Regions from separate parts of the Mus musculus genome. Here region 2 is linked to region 1. A link is a contact called in public promoter capture Hi-C data. All regions are on one chromosome and are shown on one strand. The core of a region is the stretch at or near the end of the contact, and the rest is flanking DNA. Distances in the headings are between cores, read along the strand shown.

Region 1 (7,122 bases), core at 2,854-5,353:
CTACATAGTCATTGAAGTTGTCCCTTCAGTAAGTTTTTAAAATTAAAGTGTAATAAAAATATTCTCTGACTATAATGAAATTAGGAATCAATAATAACAAATTAAATATCACCAAAATTGGAAAATTAGGTAGCAAACTTCAAAGAAACTTATAATTTTGTGTGCTATTTAAAAATCAAGAATGAGGGCTTAAAAGATTGCTCAGCTGAAGGGGTTTGCAGGGTTCCTCCCTGTAGGAGGAACAACAATATGAACTAACCAGTATGCCCAGAGCTCCCAGGGACTAAACCACCAACCAAAGAGTACACATGGAGAGACCCATGGCTCCAGCCACATATGTAGCAGAGGATGGCCTTGTCAGTCATCAGTGGAAGAAGAGGCCCTAGGTCCTGTGAAGGCTCTATGCCTCTGTACAGGGGAATGCCAGGGCGAGGAAGCAGGAGTGGGTGGGTTGGTGAGCAGAGGGAGGTGGGAGGGTATAGAGGGTTTTCTGAGGGCAAATCTGGAAAGGGGTTCACATTGGAAATGTAAATAAATAAAATATGTAATAAAACAAAAAATTAAAATAAAAAAAAGATTGTTCAGTGGTTAAGAGCATTGGCTTCTCTCCCAGAGGACCTGAGTTTAATTTTCAGCACCCACATGGTGGCTGACAACCATCTGTAAACCGATTCCTAGAGGATCAAAACCCTATTCTGACTGCCACAGGCACCAGACTCACATGTGTGCACAAAAGTACATGTAGGCACATAGCCTATATACATTAAGACAATTTAAAAGAGTGATTTATAAACTCATGATATATGCTTTTATTTTTAAAAAAAAATCCCAGAAATAAAGCATAAGCAGAATTGGGGGTGTGGCTTAGTTTGCACAGTGCCTGCCTAGTGTGCATGAAGCCCTGGGATCATACACCAGTACCATGAAAACCAGCCATTGTGCTGTATGCCTATAATAGCATTCAGGAAAACCACAAGTTCTTTTTCCTTGCCATATAGTGAGTTGAGGCATATGAGACCCAGTCTCAAAATCAAAGCAAAACCAAATGAAAGTCATCATAGAAGAGAGACCTTATAAAATGAGTTTAAAATATACAACCGTGTTAGAATTTATCTTGAAGTCTCTTCTAATATTAATTTATAACTGTTAGATTTCAAGTCTGGGGCAAGTGGGTAAGGTACCTATTTAACACCATCAAAGCAGACCTGACCACCAGGCTCTCTATTCCTACCTGTTATAGGCTATGACTGGCATACCCGACCCTCTACCCTGAACTCTTGAGCCCAGAGGCTGGGCTGCTCTTCCCTACATAATCCAGCCATCTCAGTTACCCACTTTGTACCTTGGCCTCCTGGCTTCTGCACCTGAGTCTCCTCTCTTTCTCATCTCTTCCCCTCCCCCTCTCCCCACATGCACATCTCAGTCTGGTCATGTCCACTCTAGACTCTCTGATGCTCCTGCCTCTGGCTGGGCTCTCCCACATATCTATAGCAAATGTTCTCTTTCACAATACTTAGGAAGTTATTTTTCTTTTCCTTTTAATTTCTTTTTTATTTTTGTCATTCAATAACAACCAGCATTTTAGTACTAGAAAACTATTGCTCGCTCATAGAACAACTTGCAAAAGTCTGTCTATAGTGGACTGGAGAGATAGGTCAGCAGTTAAGAGTGTTTGCTGTCCTTACAGAGGGTCTGGATTCAGTTCCTAACACTCATATGGTGGCTCATAATGATTTATAATGCCAGTTCCAAGGATCTGATGTCCTCTTTTGACTTCTGAAGGGTGCCAGGCACACACAGTGCATAATACATATAGGCAGGAAGACACTTATACACATAAAATAAAATAAAATAAAATGTCTTTTAAAAGAAAATGTTTGTAGCACTTCTTGTATTTAAAATTTTTTTAAGTAGGGAACAATGAACAATGCCAATGATCTGCAATAGCAGAATGGATAAACTGTCCTACATTCAGGCAAGGAGCCATACCCCAGTGTACACAATATGAGTGCATTGTGCAGACATCCTGTTTACAAAAATGATGTCATGGACCAAAGGATACATACTGCATGATTTCCTTTGTCTGACATTCAAGGACAAAACTAATCCACGGTGATTGTGTTCTTTTCTTTTCTTGTTGTGTAACAGAGCATGTCCAAAGTTATCAACATCAACTAACACTAACATAGTCACATACATATCTGATGTATATGTATATGTATAACACTAACAGTCACATACATATCTGATGTATATGTATAACACTAACAGTCACATACATATCTGATGTATATGTATATACATATATCTCAGTATCTGGGAGTCAGGAGTCCAGAGATGACTTGGCTGGATTCCTTGGGTTAAGCATTTCCCACAAGGCTTCTTCAAAGTATTGACCAGGTCAATCATCTCAAAACATGATTGGGGGAGATATTCTCCTACGCTCACTCAGGTGGCTATGGCAAGCCTTGATGACTATTGGCTGGACAGATGATCTCTCATATGTGCGTCTCTTCACACTGGTCTCTCCCAGAGCTAAAGCTGCAGAAGACAGCGCAAAAGATGACCAGGAAGACAGAAATGACAATGCCTTTGTAATCAACCTCGGAAGAGACAGAAATTTCCTTGGCATGGCCCATACTTCAGTAGACGGTAGCTTACAAAGTCTTAAATACCATGGCAAAGGTGAACAGGGCTCTCTTAGAAACTGACCCTACCATGGGAAAATACAGGACAGCAATCCTGAACTTTTAGTTGTGGCTTATATGTGCATATATAGTTGTCAAGATTCTTCAGTTTATACATGCATTATGTATATCACTACACTAGTTTTCCCTTGGTTTTTAAATACATTATTTAAAGAAGAATTTTTCCTTTCAGATGCCATTTGACATGAATGCTGTCCCTTCTGCAGCAGACTCTATAGAGAGAACCACAGGAAAACACGTCCATTTATCATGTTTTACTCCGAGTACACAGACGCCATCAAGTCAAAGCAACACAAAGACTGTATTTTTATAAGGCTGTATTTACTCTCTTCTGGGAAGGATGTTCACGACGTCTGGCCAAACCTCTAGAACTTGGTTGAAGATCTGAGAGCGACTAACCACAGCTCCTTCACTTCAAATTCTCATCAAGTTCCCCCAAAGTGAGAACGAGATACAGCCCTGGACCTCAGAGGCCCTCAGGAAAATGAAAATGGGCTAGAATCAGGCTGGAGCTAAGGAGTGTTCACTAGCATCAATCCCCTGCTGCAGGCTGCTACACTTCTGACTGGTCACATGGAGTTTGGGACAGCAAACACCCATTTATTTATAAGGGGTGTCTGACAAATCAGGCACCGTAGGTGAATCTGGAGCAGGCAGCTTGCATTTCTCATAAAATAGACAAAGCTTTAAAGGTTAATAAGGGTTTGTTCACGTTCTTTTAAAACTTTCCAAGTCTAAAACATCAGAAAAGAGGTTTCTGCCCACTTTCAAAGCCCAGGATAGTCGCTTATGTTTAAGAAGGAGATCGACTGTAAGTGAATGACTTCATTCCACCACCACCCCACTGTTCTTGGATAGGGACAATAGATTGGTTCATTACTGAGGGTTTTCATTTAGGTTATTGAGAGCTATCCACACGAAAGGCATCATATTAAGCCTGGGAGGAGGGCCAGGCTTAGCCAAACGGGACAGGCATAGCCAAATAAGTAGATTTGAACTCTCTTCCCAGGATTAGTACTAGAGATGAGGCTCGTGGTAGTCTTGAGATATTGTCTTTGAGTTTGGGCAGGAGGTGATTCAAACACTGACCTCCAGTAGATGAGTGACCTGGGAATTCCCAGTTGTCAAGAACAAACACTTCCAGGGTTGCTGAACCCTACGCCACCCTGTAAGGTCATCCATAAAGAAGGAAATACAAAAAGGCTTATATGTGTGCTTACTGGCTCTTCAGCCGGGCTCCATCCTCACCCTCTGCAGCTGACACAGAGAAGGCTGACAGTGATGCAAACTCAAAGTGAAGTGTGGTTTTGAAAATTCACATCCATTAACACTGTAACATGACCCATGGCTGCCCGAAACTCAGAGAGGGCTCTCAGGAGAGGAGAATGGCCCCTTTCAGTCTTTGTCGTGGTGGAAGGAATTGCAAGAATCAGTTACATTTCCCTGTCTAGGCTCTGCCCAGTCCTCTATGTCCTCTCAGGATTCATCGGGCCCAGCAATTGCAGCAGACATAGCACAATCTGGAGGCAATAAAGTCCCAATACATTTATGCTTATCACCCCTCTCCCCACAAACATTCACAGGGACATGGAAAAATCTGAGGAATCCATTTTCAGTTGATCCTAGAAATGCCTTTGTTGCCAAACTTGAAGGCTCGTTTGATTTCTATCACATCCTTAACTAGTTCTGAGTTGCAACACAGCGTTGAAGAAAAATGTGCAGGCTTTAGACCTTTCTCCAGTGCATTTTCTCGGGCAAGTGGTTTCTCTGCCTCTCCGATTACTGACCATGCAAAGAGTGGATGGCAATTCAAAGGAGGGTTCACAATTGGAAGAGGGCCACCAGTAGAGCTACTTAGCACGCAGTTCTTCAACGTCATATTCCATGTGACTGGTGACCTTGGAATTACACAACATGGTGCCTTTAACTACCACTCACAAGTTCAGGGACTGACCAAAAGTTCCCAGAAGGCAGAATTCCTGGGCCCTTGTATAAGATTTTCTTTGGAAATTCAAGCCATGAGGAGCCTGATGGAATCTGGAAACTCCTTACAATAATTAGTCTGTTTACAAATAAAATGTTTAAAATAGAAATCACAAGGATCAAAATCAAAACAAGAAGGTAAAAAGCCAAAAGGTAGGAAACAAATAAAAGTGTAGCCCTGTAGGGTGTTCCACAGTTCACATAACCAGGGCTTCACATCCAAAGGCAATGGAAGTAAGAAAATTGAATAACTGCTAATGGACTTTTAGTTTTAGACAGATTTGCTATACAGCAGGGTTGGTTGGGAACTCACAAAGAGCTGTCTGTCTCTGTATCCCCAGTATTGGTGTTGAAGGTATAAACTACCATGATTGGCTTGAAATATGCCATTTGTGTGTGTGTGTGTGTGTGTGTGTGTGTGTGTGTGTGAGAGAGAGAGAGTGGGGGTGGGAATACACCTGTATGCACTTGAATGTAGAGGCCAGAGTGGAGACAGAGCCCCTACTTCTCATTTTTGAGGAAAGACAGCTCTCTCTGTCTCTGTCTCTCTGTCCCTCTGTGTCTCTGTCTGTCTGTCTCTCTCTGTATCTGTCTCTCTGTCTCTGTCTCTCTCTGTCTCTGTCTCTGTCTCTCTCTCTCTGTCTCTCTGTCTCTCTCTCTCTCTCTCACACACACACACACACACACACACACACGGAATTTGTTAAGTAGACTCAGCTGGCTATCAGTGAGCCCTAAGAATCCACCTTTTTTTTTCCCACCTCAGAATTACAAATACACACCACAGAGCAAAGCTTTTAAATGTACATTCTTAGATGTACATTCTAGGGCTCAAACTCAGGTCTTAATGCCTGCAAGGCAAACACTTTATCACCTGTGCTATCTTTTCAGATCACTTCCTGAGAGAGGAAGGAATAGATTCATACAGTAAGAGTTTGGAATTGTGAGCTAAATATCAGAGAGCATCATCAGTGATGGGACCGTGTGGGGAAAGCAGACATCTAAAAGTGAAAATCATAGTCATTGGAAATAAAGACTATGACAAAGAGGACAGAAGGGAAGGGCAGGGTTCAAGGAGAAGTGATTTAGGAACCAATCTGAACCATGTCTTGTCACCCGGTTGGCAGAGAGAGCAGGCAGGCAAAAGAAGGAACACATAAAAGACAACAAGGGAGAGCAGGTCGCGAGTCCCCAAAACGCACCTCCTGAGAGCGCCACTAAATGGAGAGGAGAAAAGGGAGGTCTTTCTGGATCTGAAGAAGTCAATATCTAAAGATTAGAGCAGTGGGTAGGATGCCAAGTCAGACAATTGAGAGTGGAGAGGATCTCAGGAGATGGCCTGGTTGGTAAAATGAGCTCATAAGCGTATATCGCCCACATAAACCATCATGTACAGCAGCACTTGCTATAACCCCAGCACTAGGGAGGTGGAGACAGGTGCATTCACAGACACTGCAGACCAGTCAACCTACCCAAATCACTGAGGTCCAGGGTTAGTGAGACACCCTATCCCCAAAAATATATAGTGGAGAGAGATTAATGAAGACGCCCAATGTCAACCTCTGGTCTTCCAGCCCCTGGTCCGCTACCAAACCATTAGCTTAGCACCTAAAAGACAGGCTTCCAGCACGCTTATGAGAGAGCATCTAGATCTAGATTAGTAATTTGAATGGAAATGAGCCTCATAGGCTCAGAGGGAGTAGCACTCCTGGGAAGTGTGGCCCTTTGGAGTAGGTGTAGCCTTATTGGAGGAAGTGTGCCTTTGCCAGCGGGCTTTGAGGTTTCCGAACCTCTAACCAGGCCCAATGGCTCATTCTCTCTTCCTGCTACCTGTCCAGCCAGATGTAGAACTTTCAGCTACCTCTTCAACATAATGTCTGCCTGTGTGTCACCAATGTTCCAGCCATGATGATAATAGACTAAACCTCTGAACTGTTATCCAGTCCCAATTAAATGTTTTTCTTTTATAAGAGTTCTGATCACGGTGTCTATTCACAGCAATGGAACACCTAACTAAGACAGCCTTTAAGAGTGAGGCATTGTTTTAGTTATCTAACATTTAATAATTATATATTAAATATATTTAATTAATATGTGAAAGAGCCACATTAATTATGAGCAGGGTCATTCTGAGCAGTGGATCCTAGACTGTCTAAGTGGAGGGGACAGGATGAGCACAGGGAGCATGCATTCATTATTCTCTGTTCCTGATGATGGATGCCACAAGGCCAGCTCCCCTTAAGATCCTGCTACTCTTGAGTTTGCTATGATGGACTGCAACCTAGACCTGTGCTCTAAAGTAAGCCCTTTATTCCTGAAGCTGCTTCTGTCAGGATATTCTATCACAGTCACAGGAAAGTAAGCCAAGATTGTGCACACATATATACAAGTGCACTCATACGTGCACATACTGTGATGATAAATACTGATT
Region 2 (7,254 bases), core at 4,649-7,148, 160 kb before region 1:
AATGCTGAGGTTCAGTTGGGTTATCCCCATCCCCAGAGTAGGGGGTCCACACATGCATATGCCTGCATGCATGCAAGTCAGGAGCTCCAGGCTGTGGCTGACAGTAGGAACATCTCTAATGTTTCCAGCTAGGTGGAGGCAGAGGGCACCAAGGAGAAAGCAAGAAGAGAAGTCTTATACACTGTGCGATAGTCTTGTGGCTCCTGTCTCATAGCCAATGAGAAGACACCCTCCCTCCTTGTTTTCTCCATTTATCCATCCCATTTCCCAATAAATATCTGCAAATGGTCTGCAGCGTGGTGCTTGGAGCCTTGACAAAGGCAGTCAAAGCCTCTTGGGAACACAGAATGATAACGAGCATAATTCTTCTCGGGGTCTGGTGACATTAGGGCTTTACAGAGCCCTGTCTGAGCAAGGCACAAGATTATGGGAATATTCAAATTGAATACTTCTCCTGTTCAGGTCCTGCCATCTAATTACTCCATCCTTTACTAAGTCCCCACTTGAGGTCCTTGTCAACCATCCCAACTACTTCTCTCCTCCCCACCCCAGTTCCATTCTCCTGGCCTTCCTATGAGTGGCATGTGTCTGGAATGGTACCTGTTTCTTCATAGCTCTCCCATCAGTCAGGCCTCTTCCAGACCTCTGCTCATATGGTATCACCCTTTGGCTCCTGTGGCTGAAGACCCACTCAGCACGGTTCACCCTGACTTTGTCTTCAGGGCATCCCTAACACCCTGATGTGTATTTGTTTGATACTATATATATAGCCTTCCAGAACACATTTCCCAAGAGGACAGGGGCTTTGCCAGATGTACTTCACTGGGTATCTCTAGATCCCAGCAAGAGCCTAAGAGCTGCTGCTCAGAAACAGATGTGAGCCATGGGATTCCTAGTACAGCCCCCTGCACTGTAGGAACACCTGAAGGGGCAGGGGCAGAGTGGTTCCATTGCTATGGCTAACAAAATGGGGGCGTCTTCACTCATCAGAAAGAGCAGGTACATCCTATAGCTGCTGAGAGGAAAATCAGGTGTGCCCTCTGGTGTCCCTCACCTGAAACGCATGCCTTTGCTCCCCCAATGTGCTCTATCTATTGTCATGATGTACCCAAGAGAGTAGGCACACCATGCAGAAGATTCGAACTTCTATGCAAGTGGAAGTAGAGGACCAGTCCCTTGTCATCAGAGGAGAAGCAGGCCAGGCCTGTGTCTGGTATCTGTTTGAGGGTCTTTCGAGTAGGAGGCCTTCTCAGCCATCTAATTCTCCAACAGAAGCAGAGAATTCTCTCTCTTCCTTCCTCCCTTCAGACTTCAAAGCAACCCCAGTCACTGTTGTCTTTGTAGGTGCTGCAACCATTTCATCATGGCTTCTCCCCTGGCCTCAAGTGTAACGGTTACCTTAAAATTGTCAACTCTCAATGTCATACACATTCGTCAAAAGCATCACCCATGGAAAATAAAGGGTTAATATCCCAACTGTGTAAAGACCCTCAGCAAAACCCATAGGTAGAGGTCATTTCCTGGGAAGAACTGCAGAGACTAAAGGGCACAGCAGATACCTCAATGTCAGTGGTAGATGGAAATACTTGCATGCAGAAAATACAACCTATTAGGAAATGGCCACACGCCTGCATGTGTGCATATGTCTGTAGACATATGTCCATTTTCTTTTGTGTACGACTTGAATAATTCTACAAAATACTATTTTAACTCTGCTTCTCTTTGGATATGTCATTAGGAATAACTTATGTTTATTATTGTGCCTTAAAAAAAACCAAAATGGCTTCTCTCTCCCTCTTCTTCTTTTGCCCACTCCTTCCCTTTCTCTCTGCGCCCTGCCCCCTCAGGAATATCATTCCATTCTCAACAGGCAAAATTCAGGCTCTCTGGGATTGCTTGCAGCCTGCATATCTGCCTCCCCTGTGTCCTCCTAACCAAATATCCAACAGCTCCACTACAAAATGGACGATTTCACCTCTACAGGCCACCCTCCTGTTAGCTTGCCGTGTTCTTCTCTAGCTGTGAAAACCTCCCTGTCCTCTCCCTGTCAGTGCTACCTTTGGGGATCCTGCTGGGCACCCTCAGCATGCCATCGCCCTACCATATCTGTCCCACAGCCCTATTCTTTGGGTCCTCATGAGCTACTTGAGGTGAAACCAATATTCTATGCATCTGTGTGTCCTCCAAATGAAATGCTTAGGAAATGCCCCGTGATATGTTTTGGGTTTGGTTTGTCTCCAAAGGCAGGGTATTTGGTCTTCAGTGTGGCAGTTTTTATGGGTACTGAATCTTTAGGGGGTAGGATCTAATGGGTAGTCATTAGGTCACTGAAGACACTTCTCTCAAGAGACCCTACTTAGTTCCCAAGGGAGGGCTGTCACACTTGGCTAAAGGCTACCTGCCCCCTCCCCCTCCGCCTTCTGGTTCTCTGTCTTGCCTCCTGATCAGCCCTTCTCACACGTCTTCCAGCCAGGATGCGTCTATTACACTGAGGCATAACCCCAGGGTTTCCCGCCAGAAGCATTATCACCATGTTTGGACACGAGCCAGATAAATCCTGCTCCTCCTGACAAGTTACCCAATGCTTGGTATTTTGCTAAAGTAACAGAACTAGGATTAATGCACTGGAGAATGAAATGAGTTTGGCTTGGTGGTTTTGACAGCTGCATAGTTTTGGGAGATCAAGAAAACTAGTTTGGTGTGACACTGGTGGGTGTCAAGCTTGGGATTAAACTCAGATCATTCATTGGGAATGTGAAGGTAAATGGTGGTCTAACCTAAACCCTTAGGGCCAGGCTCAAAGGCTTCCCCTGCACAGATTTGGGCTAATAGGGAACAAAGTGCACTTCAGGGAGGAGAGGAAGAGGGCAAGGAGTGTTGGTGTGATCTAGCTAAAAGCTAATAAATTGCAAATGAGCACATAGCAAGAACTGTTCAAAGTACTTGCCACTTCTGAGTTCCTTTAAAGCTGTTATCAGTTAGGAGGGGAGTCACAACTTAGAAGTGGAAAGAAACACTTAGAAGTCCTGAGAAGTGCTGTCCCTTGGTGGGGTCTGAGAACTGGGTCAGGGTGCTGCCAACAGACTCACACTCAGAACCTAAGCCTCCTGCAGATGAGGGTGAAACAGCTGTTACAGGTTTTGGGAGTAGGTGCTACCCTGGGGAGACAGCAGAAACCTGCCGGTGTGGAGTCTGCTGGGATTAGTAGGCTCCAGGATCAGGGCGGAGGCAAGGGGTCTGTGTTCTGCTCACAACACCCCAACAGACGGCTCTCCAGATCAAGTGGAAGGAACATCTGAGACTAATTATGAAGCAATGCAGATACGTCTAGGCAAGGTACAAACAACCAAACTCTGACCAATGCCAGACAGGAATCTACCTTCTATTCACCACTCACCTCGTCTACATACACACAAGAAAACATGTTCAGAACAGGGAGGAGACAGGTCCCACAGCACACGGACAGTAACTGCTGAAGTTGGAACTCACTCTTTAGCTTGTATCAGGGATCCAAGTGAAAGGATACTTTTCGACACTTCAGGACTGCACGGGAATTCTGATTTCTTAAACCTGTCTCTTCCAACCTGACTGATAATCTGCTCCCAGGCTTTGAGCTTAGTTCTGATGGAGAGAGGGTGGCAGTGGAAATGGCTGTTGTTGCCTCCTTGATGCAACAACTTTCTCCCCTGATCTGTCTTTCTGTCCTTATCTGTGAAATGGGAGTGCTGGATTTAAGGTCCAGTCCCCAGGCCATTAAAATGTTCACTATTATTTTGTGCTAGGAAGTCTCATCACCTTGGTATGGTGAAAACAGACACTACTGTACCCCTCCATAACCAGGCTGCAGCAGATGTTTGTGCCCAGTGGGATACGCTCACTTCTTGCAGTGGTGACCCCTGACGACCTTTCTGTTTGCACTTCAAGGTTCCAGGGGCAAGAGTTAATGGGCAACACAGGTCAAGTTCAAGCCTATAGGAACACAAAGCACCAATCACAGTACTTTCTGTTCCAAGCATTACAACACTACTCAATCTGGCCAGGGCGCTGGACGTACAGTATTACTCCATTTCATCTTTCTTCCACCCCAGAAAGGGGGATGCTGCTGTGTGCTGCCCATTTTATAAAGTACAAACAAGTCCACATAGTTTTAATGATTTAACTCAATAGTGCCAAATGTTCCTTAAGGGGCTTACTTTAATAAAGCTTCTCCAGAAACGAATGCCAGGCATTGACTAAAAGGTCCCAGGGAGGCCAGAGTTGGCCTAGAACCTAGGAACACATCCTGGTACGACGAAGGCTCTGTTCTTTGGAAAAGATGCCCCATTACCCATGTTCTGTCTGAATCGGAAGCCAAGATGGCGCCCAGTGAGCAGCAGGTGGGAAGCCCTGGGGCTGTACAGGTCAGCCTCGAAGATCGCCAAGGTTTGCGCCTATCGACCTTGGGAAAGAAGAGCGCAGACAGAAGGATTTTTCTCCTGGGGAACGGCCTCCTCCCAGACAGGACTGCAGGAGACCCCTGCCCACATTTTCTGGAAAGGCATTCTGAAACCATGAGCAGTCACCATGACAACCAGGGTCTTCTCACCACCTGCTTCCCAGACTTCACTTCCTCAGCACTCCCGCACTTAGCCCGGGCCTTGCAAGGGCTTCTCAGCCCAAAGTTAGTGGGCTGGGGCTCAGAGCCACCTTCCCTAAGAAGAGGGTGGGGAGAGCCTCTGTCAAATGGCCTCTGGCAAGTTCATCCCTAGGTGTGAAGAGAGTAAAGTGGGGCATGGACCAGGACCTGGGCAAGGTGCTTCTGGACCTTTTCTGAGACCTTTCTTCTGAAGTTTTCCGTCCTGAGGTCACAGGCTCTTAGTGCTCTGTGCTTTCTTGCTACCCAAATCAAGCTTCCTATCCGGGCTCCGTGCTTGGCACTTCCACTGGTGCTGCCTTGTGACTCGCTGAGCAATCCCTGTGACCCCCATACAGCAAGTGCCAGCACAACTTATGGCACGGATGGTCCTCAGTCCATGCCCATCTCCATTCTGTGCCTAAAGCCTTGAGTATATGCTGATAGTTGTCCAGCAGTTGTGCAAGCTCCCAGGGACAGGAGGTCTGCCACCAAGTACCACTTGTCCCAACTGCAAGCTCTGGCCTGGTTCAGGGAACTGAGTGGATTGTCAGTGGAAAGATGAATTAAAAGTCAGTACAAGAAAGGAAGGGAGAAGAAAGCTGCGAAGGAACAGAGAAAACAGATAGAGAACTGATGGATTAGGACTCCCGGTGCATCTTCTACTTACCCAGCCGGGCACGGAAGCTTCGGACGGTGTTGCCTCCTCCCGGTGGAGCACCTCTTCGGTTGTACTTCTCATAGAGCCTGAGCATGTGGATAGCGACCATGTCCTGGGCGCCTGGGCCCAGAGCGGCTGCTGCGTCCCCGGGTGACTGCTGGGAGTCCCTGTCCCCCTGCAGACCGGCAGCTGCCGAGGGCAATGAGGACCATGAGGGGCCCCTGTGGCCGCAGCCTGCGCCCCGCAGCAGCAGGAGCAGCGGCACCATGGGCAGCAGCTGGGACCCCAAGCTGATCCGAGCAGGACCTGGAGCCATGGCTGAGTAACGGTGGTGAAGGGTCTGAGCCCAGGAGAACAGACAAGGAGGGCTCAGTGTTGGCTGTGCACCTCGTCCGCGGCTGGAGTGTCCCTGTGGGACTCGGACAGCCCGGATGACCCCACTCGAGGTATCGGGATTGGCTCTCTGTAGCAGCGCTGTGCGCCGAGCATCCGCGCCGCCGGGCCAGCGACCACGGCTATCCTGAGCCGCGTGGAGCTCAGCCGAGCCCGCGCCGGCGCGCTCCCTTGACGGCCTCGCGCTGCAAACTTTGCAGCCCACGGAGCGGCGCCGGGACTGGCGAGTTCGAGGGGCGGGGCGGGGCGAGGTGGCCGATAGCGCCCTCGGGGGTGCGGGGGGCGGGGATCCTGCTGTGTCCCCACTCGCCGCCGCCAAGAGACGGTCTGTGGCCCCGGTGTGCTGTGCGTGCGTCCCGGTGTGCGGGCGTGCGCGCGCCGGGGTGTGCGCTCCCGAGTGTGGGGGCCGTGGGTGTGGGCGGGCGCGCTCCCCGCTCCCCCGCCGAGAGCCGGAGACTAGCCCCGCAGCCGGCTCCGGAGTGTCGCTGCCTGCAGCTGAGCCAGGGCGTCGCGGGGGCTGGGCGGGCTTTGGAGGGGGCCCGCCTGCGGGGTTGTCCCTGCAATGGCATGCTATGGCTATGTGGTTGGAAGATGACAGCTCCCCCATGAGGACCCAGAGGCCATGTGTGCCTAGTTGTCTCTGAGCTAGTGTGTGCTCAAAATGCAAAGGTGCAGTCTTGGGAACAGGAGCTCCGGCGATTTAACAACAGAAGGTGTGTGTGTGTGTGTGTGTGTGTGTGTGTGTGTGTGTGTGTGTTTCCAAAGCTCAACCAACCTAAATCGGTGGAAGCAAGATCTTGATCAAAACACAAAATTAGAATCATCAGGTTAACTTGACCCTTTCTTTGGCAACGGTGTTTCCACTTGTTGAAGACACACAGGAAAGGTCTGTAGAAAACATCGGACAGGATTGCTTAAAAAAGAAAAGGGCATGCTTTCAATTTACTTTGTAAAAAGTTTCAAAGCGTCAGGGAAGGAGGAGAAAAAGCCCACAGTTTTCTTGAAAAAGAGTTCCGAATGAAGTGCTGGTGTAGGGTGTCGCTGACCCCTGCTAGGGCAGCTTAGTCCCGGGGCAGAAGGGCAGCCCCAAAGGTGCTTCACTCTAGCAAACTTACCTCCCTATAGATAGAATTCGGGGTCCTGGTGGGGGAAGATCTGGTCATTTTTACCAACTTTAACTGAAACATAGTAATTTCTAATGTTATGTGAACAAGAAAGCAGTCATAGTGGCAAGTGCTGTGGCTTTTCACAGATAGACATTAGTTAGATATTTTCATTGGACCTGGGAAGGTTTTCCAGATTTCCCAAAGTAAATTTTTTGCTTAAACACTATTGAAATTACAACAAGTCTTGGGCCCTGCTAATTAAGGAATTAATGAAATAGAATATTTATTATTGTCATGCTGCAGAGGTGCTTTAAGATATTTTTATATATTAGAGTACTGTTGGTTTTCTCTGTTAACTTGGGAATTCCATTTTGTGCATTTAAAAACATTCTTTAGGAGAGGAGTCCACAGAATTTAGCAGGCTAGAAAGACGCCCAGGGACCTAAACGTGAAGGACTCTTTAGACTCTAGATGCTGTGACC

The links. Promoter capture Hi-C pulls out the DNA fragments that hold promoters and counts their contacts.
Region 2: a promoter capture Hi-C map of second pharyngeal arch cranial neural crest shows a contact between it and region 1, with 3 times the contacts expected there. The contact joins the promoter of Gdf10 here to the enhancer-like site in region 1. A contact is called at or near these places in 12 of 39 promoter capture datasets (the 3T3-L1 cell line, 3T3-L1-derived adipocytes, cranial neural crest and 8 more), 4 of 484 Hi-C or Micro-C datasets (8-cell embryo, liver, neurons and 1 more), 7 of 115 datasets of contacts at active chromatin or transcription factors (SST interneurons, craniofacial prominence, embryonic limb bud and 4 more) and 2 of 9 other capture datasets (embryonic stem cells and pancreatic islet).

What each region holds. Positions count from the first base shown.
Region 1 is chr14:33,760,867-33,767,988 of GRCm38.p6, reverse strand. No RefSeq gene overlaps it. Among named protein-coding and RNA genes, the nearest start is that of 4930503F20Rik, 47 kb to the left of the region's middle. Within about 2 kb of position 4,103, at least 12 of the 459 cell types and tissues checked have an H3K27ac peak or open chromatin away from gene starts, as enhancers often do. A contact at or near this core is called in craniofacial prominence and second pharyngeal arch cranial neural crest, where this site is marked.
Region 2 is chr14:33,922,231-33,929,484 of GRCm38.p6, reverse strand. It overlaps Gdf10 (growth differentiation factor 10), which reads right to left and starts at 5,898. Exons shown (of 3, transcript NM_145741.3): 1 at 5,283-5,898. The coding sequence starts at 5,589. Gm30031 (a long non-coding RNA gene) reads left to right here and starts at 6,386. Exons shown (of 4, transcript XR_001781214.1): 1 at 6,386-7,254.